2 separate regions of the Zea mays genome follow, and region 2 is linked to region 1. Evidence: chromatin contacts called from public Hi-C data. All regions are on one chromosome and are shown on one strand. Each heading gives the region's core, a stretch centred on a gene start, on an enhancer-like site or on the middle of the called end of the contact. The rest is flanking DNA. Distances are from core to core; before and after follow the strand shown.

The links. Hi-C and Micro-C count contacts between places; a contact is called where the count stands out from the background.
Region 2: a contact with region 1 is called in a Hi-C map of leaf, with 4 times the contacts expected there. The contact joins the enhancer-like site here to the promoter of LOC100193379 in region 1.

Annotation. Positions count from the first base shown.
Region 1 is chr7:29,545,445-29,551,315 of Zm-B73-REFERENCE-NAM-5.0, reverse strand. It overlaps LOC100193379, which reads right to left and starts at 1,534. Exons shown (of 2, transcript NM_001310441.1): 1 at 1,152-1,534; 2 at 1-319. The coding sequence starts at 1,219. It also overlaps the pseudogene LOC118473016.
Region 2 is chr7:29,369,283-29,375,000 of Zm-B73-REFERENCE-NAM-5.0, reverse strand. No RefSeq gene overlaps it. Among protein-coding and RNA genes, the nearest start is that of LOC100285481, 13 kb to the left of the region's middle. Within about 2 kb of position 1,595, at least 17 of the 20 cell types and tissues checked have an H3K27ac peak or open chromatin away from gene starts, as enhancers often do. A contact at or near this core is called in leaf, where this site is marked.

The DNA of each region.
Region 1 (5,871 bases), core at 285-2,784:
AACTTGAACACTGTCGTCCTCTCCATAGTGAGGCTTGTACCTGAAGGCGTCGAGTGCGTAAGAGCCCCGGTGCATGGCATCTCTCAGCATGCCTAACTGCTGGATCATGGCTTGATTTGGAATGTGCCGCCCCATGGCCTCCTCGTCGATGACCTGTGCTCGGAGAAGAGTCCTTTGTAGGCTTTCCTCCATGGCAAGTGTCGGCGGCTTCGAGAACTTGTTGATGATGAAATTTATTGATCTAGTCACCAATTCACCCAGGGCTACAGAAAGGAAACTTTCCATGTGAGCCCGTCCTCTCTTTCTCAGGAAGAGAACACTGCAAGATGGGTAAGAAAACACAAGGTGAGTTTTAATGTTTCTCAAACTATGTATGCTATGCTTCACGTCAAAGCTCCCAGGAGAGAAAGGGCGTCGGTTTCAAGAAGAAAAGACATATAAAGAGACATACACAGAGTCAATAGTCCCTGCACATGTATGACCTTTGGGACTGCTTTTGCCTTCACATGGTTATTCTGATTGACTTTTTATTTTTCTTTGACAGTTGAATTCCTTGCCTTCACTATGCGTTTTTACTATGCGATTGGTTGCAATAATAGGATGGGACGACCCCTCAAATAAAACGATCCCTCAAATAAGATTGTTTGGTTTAGGGTCAAGGGTTGGGATATGATTATCCCAGTGTTGTCCCCAGTTGTTTCTCAAAATTAGAGGGACAAAAGAGGACGACAGGGGATGTCCCTGTCCTGCAACCAAACACGCCCTAAGTGAACCACTGAGCCATTACCATGTATGATCCGTGTAATTACTCTGTAGACCACCTATGATATCAAGGTCACAAAAATCAGATTGTTAGCTTAGCAACTGATATACTGTAGTTCTGCATACCAGCTAATAACCACATTAAAAAGTGTGTCCTTGGATACCTTTGAGGCCCGGAGAGACTTCAGATCAATGGTGAAGAGTACATCGCAAGTCCGCACAAAAAACTACACCGACGCCATCCACAAAACTAAGCTAACCAAATCAATAAAAGGCCGAGAAGGCACCGACAGGGAGCAGCGTGTCAAACTTGATGGCTCTGGTCTGTAGCCAACTCCCATCTCCCCGAGCTGGTGCCTCCCTCGCCCACAGGTAGATCGTGGACTTGCCTGTCATGGCGAGTCCCAGACGACCATCGTCCCTGGTGGCGAGCACAACGCGCTGCCAGTCCAGGCATGGCAGCGGCGGCATCTCCCGCGTGCCCACCCAAGTCGTACTCCAGGGCCGTCGCGCTCGTCTGGAATGCGAGGTAGAGCGTGTTCCCGGCGAGCGGGCTGGTGCGAAGTCGACGTTTTCGTCGGGTCTCGCCGAGCGGACGTGGGCATGTTCAACGCGCCCGCCTCCGACGACTAGACGTGAGCGAACATCTCCGCGTGGTGGGTGCCCACCACGATGACGAGGAAGTGGCCACCGCAGCAGCAGTCTGAGGTGGTCACAGGCGGAGGCGGTCGTAGCGCCGCAGAGCGGCGTTCTACCTGTGTGTGTGTGTGTGTGTGGGGGGGGGGGGGGGGGGGGGGGGGGGGGGGGGGGGGGGGGTGGGGGGGGTGTAGAGCGACCAGGGGAGGCGGGTCAGGTCCGTGCGGCGGCCCGTGGCGAGTCCCAGACGGCGAGCTCCCGGTCAACGGGCGCGTCGCGGGGGGTGTCCCGGCGCAGGAGGGCGCGGCCATGTCGGGCGTCGAGCGCGCGCCAGCCGCCAAGGAGGAGGCCCTCCGCGGGTGCGGGGCGGAAGGTGGAGGGGGCACGAAGCGGGTCCCCGCGCCGGCGTTGGCGAGGAACCCAGCATCGGGAGCTCCGAACCCCCACATGGAGGTGGTGGTCGCGGTAGCGGCGGCGGCACCGCGGGCCCGTGAGGCCGTGACGATGCGATTGTACACGAAGGGCGATTAGGAACACAGTTTTTTTCCTAATAATATTGTGGAATTTAAGAATACCTCGATGTTCAAAACTAAACTATTTACCGTCCAGTTCATTTTTGAAATAAATGACGACAAATAAAAAAAACAAAAAGTATATTATACATAATGGTGTTTGAGAATGTAGGTAAAATCTCTATGTTCAAAACTAAAGTATTGTGAATACTAAATTGTTTTAAGGTGTTGTAAATTTTTTTCTCGATGAAAAGTTTTCGTTCTTAAACAATAGGGATGAAAGTGGTAATCTAAACTATTAAAACAAAATTAATATTTTAAAATATATATGTATCAAATTTGATGTTGATCTTTTTTTATGTTATTAAGTACATTATTTCAAATAAGAATAAATATTGCATAAATCTCTACTACTCTATAAGACTCTAATGTAGACCGTGTGCACCGTGGTTCTACCCTATCTCTCTCTCTGCCCGTAGGATCTCCGACAGATAGGATCTAGACGCTCGTCCCCCTCCCGGCCTCCACTTCGCCTCCTATCCCGCGTGTCTTCCCCGCCTCGCTCAGATCCACGCGGGTGCCTGTGCCATGAATCGCCACCACCCAACGCCTCCTCCCCTACGCGTCTTCCCCGTCACCGTCGGCCAACAAGAACGTCCGCTCCGCCGTCGCCGGCCAACAACCTCCGCATCGAGCACAAGCTGCGCGTCCTCCCCCGTTTCCGCGACATGGCGTCATCCTCGGGCGTCTCCACGGGCCAATAGGAGCGTTCGCACCCCCTCCCCTATGTCACCGACAACAGCCTCCCTCCACAATAAGTGCTCGCTACGCGTCCCCACCGGCGGCGAACAGCCTCTGTAACAACCGCGCGTACGCCCCGCTGACCCGCTGGTCGGCCTGCTGCCTCTCGGGATATAAGAATGCGACCACTTCTTCATCTCCACAAGCGCCACTCAACCCACCCGACCTACAATGAGTGGTGCCAGTTCATCTGCGACGGCGAGGTCCATTCCTCTTCCACACCTCCTCCGTCCACTACTGTTGTTTGCTATAAAAAAAATTCAACCTCAACTGCTTCGAATCCACTGCTTTGTGAGTGAATTGTTGTGTTTTACCAATCCATTGTTGATAGGTTTTTGTGCGTGAGCTCCTGAATATGTTTGAGGTACCTACTGTTTTTAGGATATTCCTCTTTGTATTCTTTGTGATTTGTGGTGATGACCACATTAAGGAGTTCTTGATGAACTTTGGCACTTTGTGTTGTGCATATTCCATCTTCGGATAGTATATGAAATTGGTGATGACCACATTAGGGCTTGTTCGGTTAGCTCTCAATCCATATGGATTGAGTGGGATTGGATGGGTTTGAATCCCAAACACGTCAAACTTCTTCTTAATTTTTTCTAATCCCATCCAATCCATGTGTATTGGAAATAACCGAACAAGGCCTTAAGGAGTTCTTATTAATATAAGTGCAATGAAAAGATTTTATGGCCACTTTGCTCATTAAATGGTGCCTCTACCATGAACCGATTGTTTTTCTAAATAAATGATATGAACATGTGTAGAGTAAATTATTTTGTTACCATGTCATGTTGAAATATTGAAGTGCTATCTTTTTTCTTGCAGATCCATACCAGGGGGAGTTTTTCCTAAGACAATCGAAGAGTACTTGCATCCTGGAACTAAGAAATGCATTATGTTTAGTGGAAAAGGATCACTTCTTGATGGTAATTATCTGAGCTTGTTCCTCTACATGTAAATTTCGAGTGACTATTTCTGTAACTGTCTTCCCAGCCCAGTTCATATAAAACAAGCAGAATTCCTTTTATAGTTCCTGACTAGAGTTGGATTTAACTCTAGCGAAATGGTCTCATTTCCAGCAATTTGTCATTGTTAGCTGCACAGTAAGTCTATGTTATTGGTAGCGCCTTTGGTTGACCATGGCACACACACTCATGTTGAGATCATCAACATGTATGGCCAAGGTGATAGATTTGTTGGGCTGTCAATTCACTTCAGTCAGGCATCAGGTGTTGTCTTCATTTTTGTTACTTCTCTAAATCTGGAAATGTTTTAGGTTCCCAGTCAGAAGTCATTTCATCGGCACCTTCATAATGTCATGGGGGAACTGCTTCTACTGTGTTAAGGTAGAGCAACTTCATTGAATTACAACACATGTTTATGTGCTTTTCTCACTTGTTATGCTCATTCTCATTGATTTTATACAGGACCAAGAAGATATGTGTTAGTCTTTCTTCGCGTATAATCATGCCTAGGGGACACTCTATGATGGCGAGACACAACCCTTTCTAAGGGGCATTGGTAACATGAGGAAACAGATCCGCATCATGCATCATTATTAGTAACACCGCAATATATATTTTTTTGACCAAGAACGCAGCAGTATAATTACTTCAAGTAACATAAAAATTCTCCATCTGCAGGGAAACCGGTGTACATGAATTGTATGGGTGGGCTTGTAGAGTATTGCATTGTGCCGGCCAATGCGCTAGCAGTTCTCCCTAACTCGCTGCCATACACAAAATCAGGAATTTTAGGATGTGCAGTGTTTACCACGTATGGTGCCCTAAGGCATGCTGCTGAAATGCGGTCGTCGTGATTCCGTAGCTGTGATCGAAGTTGGAGGGGTTGGGTCAAGGTCAACTGTTGCCTGATAAATTTGAGGATTTTTCTTTTCTCCTCTTATTTTTTGGGACTATGAATGCACAAACAAGCATGACCCTTCTTCCCTCTTACTTGCATCTTGAAAAGTAGAACTTTTGTTTTGCTGCTGTTTACAGATAGGAAAAGCCTTTGGAGCTTCCCAAGTCATTGTCGTGGATGTCCTTGATGAGAAGCGCCAAAACGCTACAACGCTTGGAGCAACCCACTGTAAATGCATCAAAAGATGACACGGTTGAAAGGATAAAGGTATGTCTCTGATTGTAAAAGTTTGGGATCTATCAATGAAGTTCATAAAGTAATTCTACATATCTACTTCATTATAAGTCCTGCCATTGCTTATCTAGTTTATTCTTTTTTCAGTTTTCTTTTTTCTTCAAGTAACCTAGCTGAGGGATTTGTTACACTGAGTGTTGTTGCTGCAACTATTGTAGCTTCACTTGGTGCAGATTCAAGAAACCTTGGAAACAATAGTTTATATTCACCTACATCGAGCCTAACTGATGTGCATAACCTTGGTCGGGGTGGTAATCAAGCTCCCACATGTCTTCAACCTCCTCTTTCTGATCCTTTTTATGTCCAATACTTGAAGGCAACTTGAAAGTCGCCTAGAGGGGGGTGAATAGGCAAATATGAAATTTATAAAGTTTAAGCACAACTACAAGCCGGGGTTAGCGTTAGAAATATAATCGAGTCCGAAAGAGAGGGCGAAAACAAATCACAAGCGAATAAGAGTGGATGACATGGTGATTTGTTTTACCGAGGTTCGGTTCTTGGAAACCTACTCCCCGTTGAGGTGGTCACAAAGATCGGGTCTCTTTCAACCCTTTCCCTCTCTCAAACGGTCACTTAGACCGAGTGAGTTTTCCTTCCTTGATTTCTCGGGTCACTTAGACCCCGCAAGGACCACCACACAATTGGTGTCTCTTGATTTGCTTACAAGGCTTTGAGAGTAAGAATGAGAGAAAGAAGAAAGCCAACCAAGCAACAAGAACAACAAAAGAACACAAGCTGATCTTCTCACAAGTCCTAAAAACTAGAGTTGAATTGTGGACTTTGATTTGATCGGAGGCTTTGATTTGTGTCTTGGAGTGTTGTGTATTGCTCTTGTATTGAATGAAGAGTAGTGAATGCTTGGATGTCTTGAAGAGTGGTGGTTGGGGGGTATTTATAGCCCCAACCACCAAAACAGCCGTTGGGGAACTCTGCTGTCGATGGGCGCACCAGACAGTCCGGTGCGCCACCGGACACTGTCCGGTGCGCCAGCCACGTCACC
Region 2 (5,718 bases), core at 346-2,845, 180 kb after region 1:
TGTTTTTAGTGTTTCGAACACAAAACTTATGTTGAATACTTGTCAGAGCTTGTGAACTTGTGTTGATACTTCTAAACTTCTGTTAATACTGTTTGTGTTGAGAACCTCTCAACTTATGTCAGAATTTGTGTTAATATTGTTTGTGTTGGCTATATATGTCTGTGATGATCTGTGATGTATATATGTGATATCTGTGAAATATCTTTTGTTTGTTTGGATGGAATAGGGAAAACAAATAAAAAAGGTGTGTACTGGTCACTTTGCCGAGTGTAACACTCGGTAAAGAAGTGCTTTGCCGAATGTCAGAACCATAGCACTCGACAAAGAACCAAGACCTGGGCACCGGTATAGGTTCTTTGCCGAGTGTAGTGGCTCTGGCACTCGGCAAAGAAGCACGCTTTGCCGAGTGCCATATCAAGCACTCGACAAAGTACCTGACATGGGGACCCCTCTAGCGGATTCTTTGCCGAGTGCTGTCAGTCAGACACTCGGCAAACGTAACTCCTTTGCCGAGTGTCGCCTGGAATACTCGGCAAAGACTCCGTCTCCGTCACCCGTCGCCGTAACGGCTGCTTTTCTTTGCTGAGTGCTCTCTGGCACTCGGCAAACCACTTTGCCGAGTGCCCAAGAAAAAGTAATCGGCAAAGACGGCTTTGCCAATGCGCTGTATGCCGAGCCCTCTTTGTCGAGTGCGACACTCGGCAAAGAGTTTGCCGAGTGTTTTTAAGGCTTTGCCGAGTGCTTCAGGCACTCGGCAAAGCCGTCGGTTCCGGTAGTGTCTGTTTTGTCATTGTGGAGGGCCTAGTGAGGACATGGTTGTGCTCGAGTATGACCTTTTTTTTAAAAAAAAAAACACGACCCCGTCTCTCGTGTTCATTGCGCACAGCATTGCTTTGCATTCCTTTTTTGCTTGTTTTTCCATGATCACGGTCTGATCCTCTACTATGAGTAATTTTATCAGCAAATGAGCATTCAAAATCTTGCGCTCGGCCACCGTTTCTCTTCCTATTTTTCCTCATGTTAAATCCAAATAACACAGCGTACGTCTCATAGAGATCATATGCTTCACTCATGCTATGGAAGTGAATATGCAGAGTTGGCATGAACTTTTTTGTGATCATCGGATCCTGCAGTTTTGTTAGGTAATTTCTTACTAGCAATTGAAGAACATCTAGCTAGAGTATGTCTGCAGAATAAATACTTACACGGGTGTACAACTGTAATGCCCAGTTTTTTTGTTAAATAAAGTGGGAAAATAGTTAGCTATATATTATGCGGATCTTTTAATTATTTAACATACATGCACACCATCATATCTAATTGTTTTAATCAATTAATGAATAAAGATATGTAAGTATACATCCCATGCTGGATTTTTTTTGTGTTGCATTTAATTTGAAATTAAGGATTCAAATCATATTTTAATTTGAGTTCAGATTTAAAAATAATAATGATAGGAAAAAGAAATAGAAAATAAAAACAAGAGATAAAAGAAAGAAAAAGAAAACTTCACGTTGGGCCAGAACCCATCCAAGGCCCAGCTTACCTCGTGCATGCACCCAACCCAGCCTCGGAGCGCAACAGCTAGGCCCCGGTCGCCAGTCGCTCTGCGCGCACTCCGCGCCTTATCTTCTGTCACCGCCATGCACACACCATCATCTGTCACCGTCGCGTGGGACCGAGAGGTCAGCTCCGCTTCACCATCGATGCAGCGTCGCAGCAACGAGCTTGAAATAGAATTTGTGGGGTGGGATTCGGTTAGGATCCAAATCACTTCGTCCGGGCCTATATATCTGCGAGCATTGCGGCGTCAACCCATATGTTGGCTAGAGTCTGCACCTCGTCGTGATAGCCGCCATAGCCGAGCGTGGAAGAGAAGGGAGGTGTGCCGCCGCCGCAGTTGCTTATCCCCAACACCACGGGTTCGACGTTGGCAGTGAGTCCAGTGGGTTCAACCGAAGACGGGAAGGTTGTCCGCGTGGCGGTGCGCGGGTGTAAGGAAAATGGACCTCAGCCCATTTAACTAAATGATTTTGGTGGTTAATAATCAACATAATATGTAGACTAATGTGTTTGTATTTGTAGTTTATAGGATGTTAAAGTAACTTGGACTAAGGCATTGAGGAAGCAACACCTCAAAAAACATTATGAAGATCATAAGTGAAGATCAACAAGTATCAAGCAAAGTTCAATACTTAAAGAAAGTGTAGCCACTCACGGACCGTCCGGCTGAGAGCAGCGGACTGTCCGGTGGCACACCTAACAGTCTGATGCCACCCGACGGACTGTTTAGTGCACCAGGGAACTGCAGCCCAACGACTAGCTCCTGGTGGCACTATGGAGGAGAGCCACCGGACTGTCTGGTGCAAGGCTGACACGCGGCAACGATCACCTACAGCGTTCATATCCAATGGCTTGTGGGGCACCAGACACAACACTAGACTGTCCGGTGTACCATAGAGAGCAGCAATTTTTCTCTATCAGCTAGTTTCGAGTTGGGGCCTATATATACATCACCCAACCGACCATTTGAAGGTGTGGGAGCTCAAGTAACATACCAACACATGTTATAGACATTTCCAAGTGCTCATACACCCAAGTGCTTAATAGAATCACTCGGTGATTAGTGTAGGTGCTTTGCGTAGTGCTTAGGTTAGTTAGACCGCTTATGCGCTTGCTCAAGGTTGTTCCTAGTTAGTTGAGTGAGTTTAGAAAAACCCACAAAACCCCTCGGCTCTTGTGCGAGTCGTTGTAATATTGTACCGAGTGGGACGAGAGTCTTGCGAGATCGTGACAACCGAGTTTGTGTCACGGCCACCACCTTGTACTGGAGAGAACGAGGCTCGCGGCGTTTCAAACGAAAGCTCGATAGTGGAGACGGCAGGGAGCGTCCGAGAGGAGCCGGAAGTGGAGCACCACTTGCGCGTGGAGAAGGCCCGTGGCTCTCTATAGAGTTATTCGACCGTGGTTCTTGGCCCTCGCGTAGGATACCCTTTGTGTAGGGGCACCAACAAGGATTAGTCGGGACCTTGCGTGGTTTTGGATACCTTGGTAAAAATACCGGCGTCATCGACGAGAGTTTGCTTTATCTACTAGCTCCTTAATCTTCCGCATTTACTCTCTCTACTTAAGTTACAATCTTTACTATTCTTAGTGTAGAATTTTTAGGATTGGAACTTAGGTTACACAACTCCTTTTTGCGGTAGAGATAGCAACATAGACAAAACTGAGTTTGCACATTCTAGATTGATTATTTGCATAGGTTTTGTTCTAGGGATTTATTTGTTGCCTAGTTTAGAGATATTTTTTAGAAGTCCTAATTATTCTCCTCTTAGGCGTCACCATTTCCTACAGCGGGATCGCTCAATAGGCGTGTGATTCCTCGTCGAACTTGGTGGCCACCGCAAAGCTGCGGGATGACGTGGTTGAGGGGCTTCATTGCATTGTTGTCGGTAATATCTCCCTCTCATCGTTTGTTGTCATCTCTTCCTAGCATACCACTGGGCGCTATTGGGTTTAATGGGTTTGGTGGCCATGAATTCCTCACCGGCGTTGATCACCGTCATGGAGCCCTAAACCTTTGTCACGGGCGGAGCCCTTTATGCTGCGCCCTTTGGTAGTATACCTACCAATGTGTTTGCAATGATGTCTGCAACGAGAAGGGCTAGGTGGATTAAGGTTTGGGGCAATGGAGGACCGATTGGGGCACTCCGGCATGGCCTCTGCCATGTGTAGGGGCGCCGCCGCCTTGGCTGGCGTCGTAAGGGGATAGTTTGAGGACCGTTGATCTGTAAGCAAGGGATCGGGATTAGATCTTAGATGTCAGTTCGGTTGGGGAAATCAGGGCGGTCTGTTTAGGATCACACGGATAGGATGAGATCTCCCCCATTTTAAAATCGATGCCGTAGATCTTGGATCTAGTGGCCACAAACGCGTACTGGTTTGGTTTTTAGGAGATTTAATCTGAGTCGTAAGTTTGTGATTGGGTTGCTCCACACATACCCCTTCAGCCATGGTTCTTTTATTAAAGAGTCCTTAGGGAAGCTCCAAATTAACCCTCCATCCACCCTTATTCAAAGAACATTGCTAGCAGACCCAAAAATTTATAAGAGTGACCCTACACTCTCTAGAAATAATAGCCATCGTCCGGGTAGAATAATACAAATAAGAAAATTCGAAGTTTAATATAAAATTTATCCCAAAACATATTTAATCCATAACTTCTCTGTTTTAATTCTGATTTTAGTGGTTCTCGAACCTACAGTTTCATCTCGGCGCATATAATATTATTATGTAGTTTGTTCTCATATTTGGTGTGATGTTAATTTTTGTTTATATATTGTTTGTTTGTATTGTTGCGAATAGACGAGCAAGTGAACGAGGAACCAGAAGCACAACAGGTTGAAGAATCTAAACAGGAGCTCGCAGAAGGGAAGTTGTGTCCTTGATCACATTTTGACCCAATAATATTAACTTTTTTGTTCCCACCATGCATGCACTATTAGGTTAATTTGATGGGAACTATTAGGTTACCTAGTCTAGCTTGTTTACCCTACACCTTGCATACAAATGAATTATTGGGTAGTCTTGCTATGCTCTACCTAGTTTTGGGATTAATGCTCCACATGAATTATGATTGTGTTTTACTGTTATTGTTGCCTTAATATTATTATGCAACTAGAACATGGAGCGCCAACCCGAGACAATAGTGCTACCACAAGACTATAATGGCTCTGGTCTTGGCTAATTAATTAGGAAACCTGGTATGTGAGGGCCTTACCTGATTGGGCAAGCGAGGAGGAGTTGTGCAAGTTTAGGGAGGTTCTCGGGGCGATATGCCTATGATAGTTTTTTCGGACGAGGGATTCTTATACCCCTCTGTCAGAACCAAAGCGGGTTTTCTCATACTAGTTGAACTTTGTAAAGGACTCATATTGAGCGCTCGCATACTCACCTTGGAAGTGTTTAAGGGTCTACGCAACCTAAGACAAAAAGGAATCACGACTTATGGGTAAAGGGTGCAACCTCTGAATAGTGTAAAATTGGTATATTAGCCATGCTCACGGTCAAGAGCGGCTCGGGCCTCTCGCATGATTAAATGATGGAACTAAACTTAACTTGACATGCATTGCATTGTGGCCGTGGGAATCTCATTTATGAATATTACTTAATTGGCTTGGTATTTACTTATACTTAGTAATTGTTAATAAAATTTTGACCAACTTTTAAAAGCAATGCTCGCCTTAACCATCTTCCATTGGAAGCCTCACACTACACTTTTACCCACACTTGCTGAGCAATGACCATATGGGAGCTCACCCTTGCTATAATCACACGAGGTCAGGAGCAGATACCACCGGAAGAGGACTACTACGATGAGTTCGATGAGATCTAGGCGTCGTCTCCCAGTCAACCGTGCCTGAGGAGACAATTATCTTAGTTCAATTTATTTTATTATCATTTATTTTATAAGACATTTTCGTTATGTAATAAAGATTATGACATTTGTTTCTATAGATTGAGTCATTGTGTGTGTGGAACTTGATCGTGACGCACATATGAGATGCATTTGGATTTGTTCTTAAATCCGAGCGTGACAACAACTGCTCTACCTCCAAGGTTATTACTCAGGATGTTGAAACACCCAATGGAGGCGGCATCATTGCATTCTGCCCAATTAGATATCTTGCCCAACGCAATGGGCTTACTACTAATGGC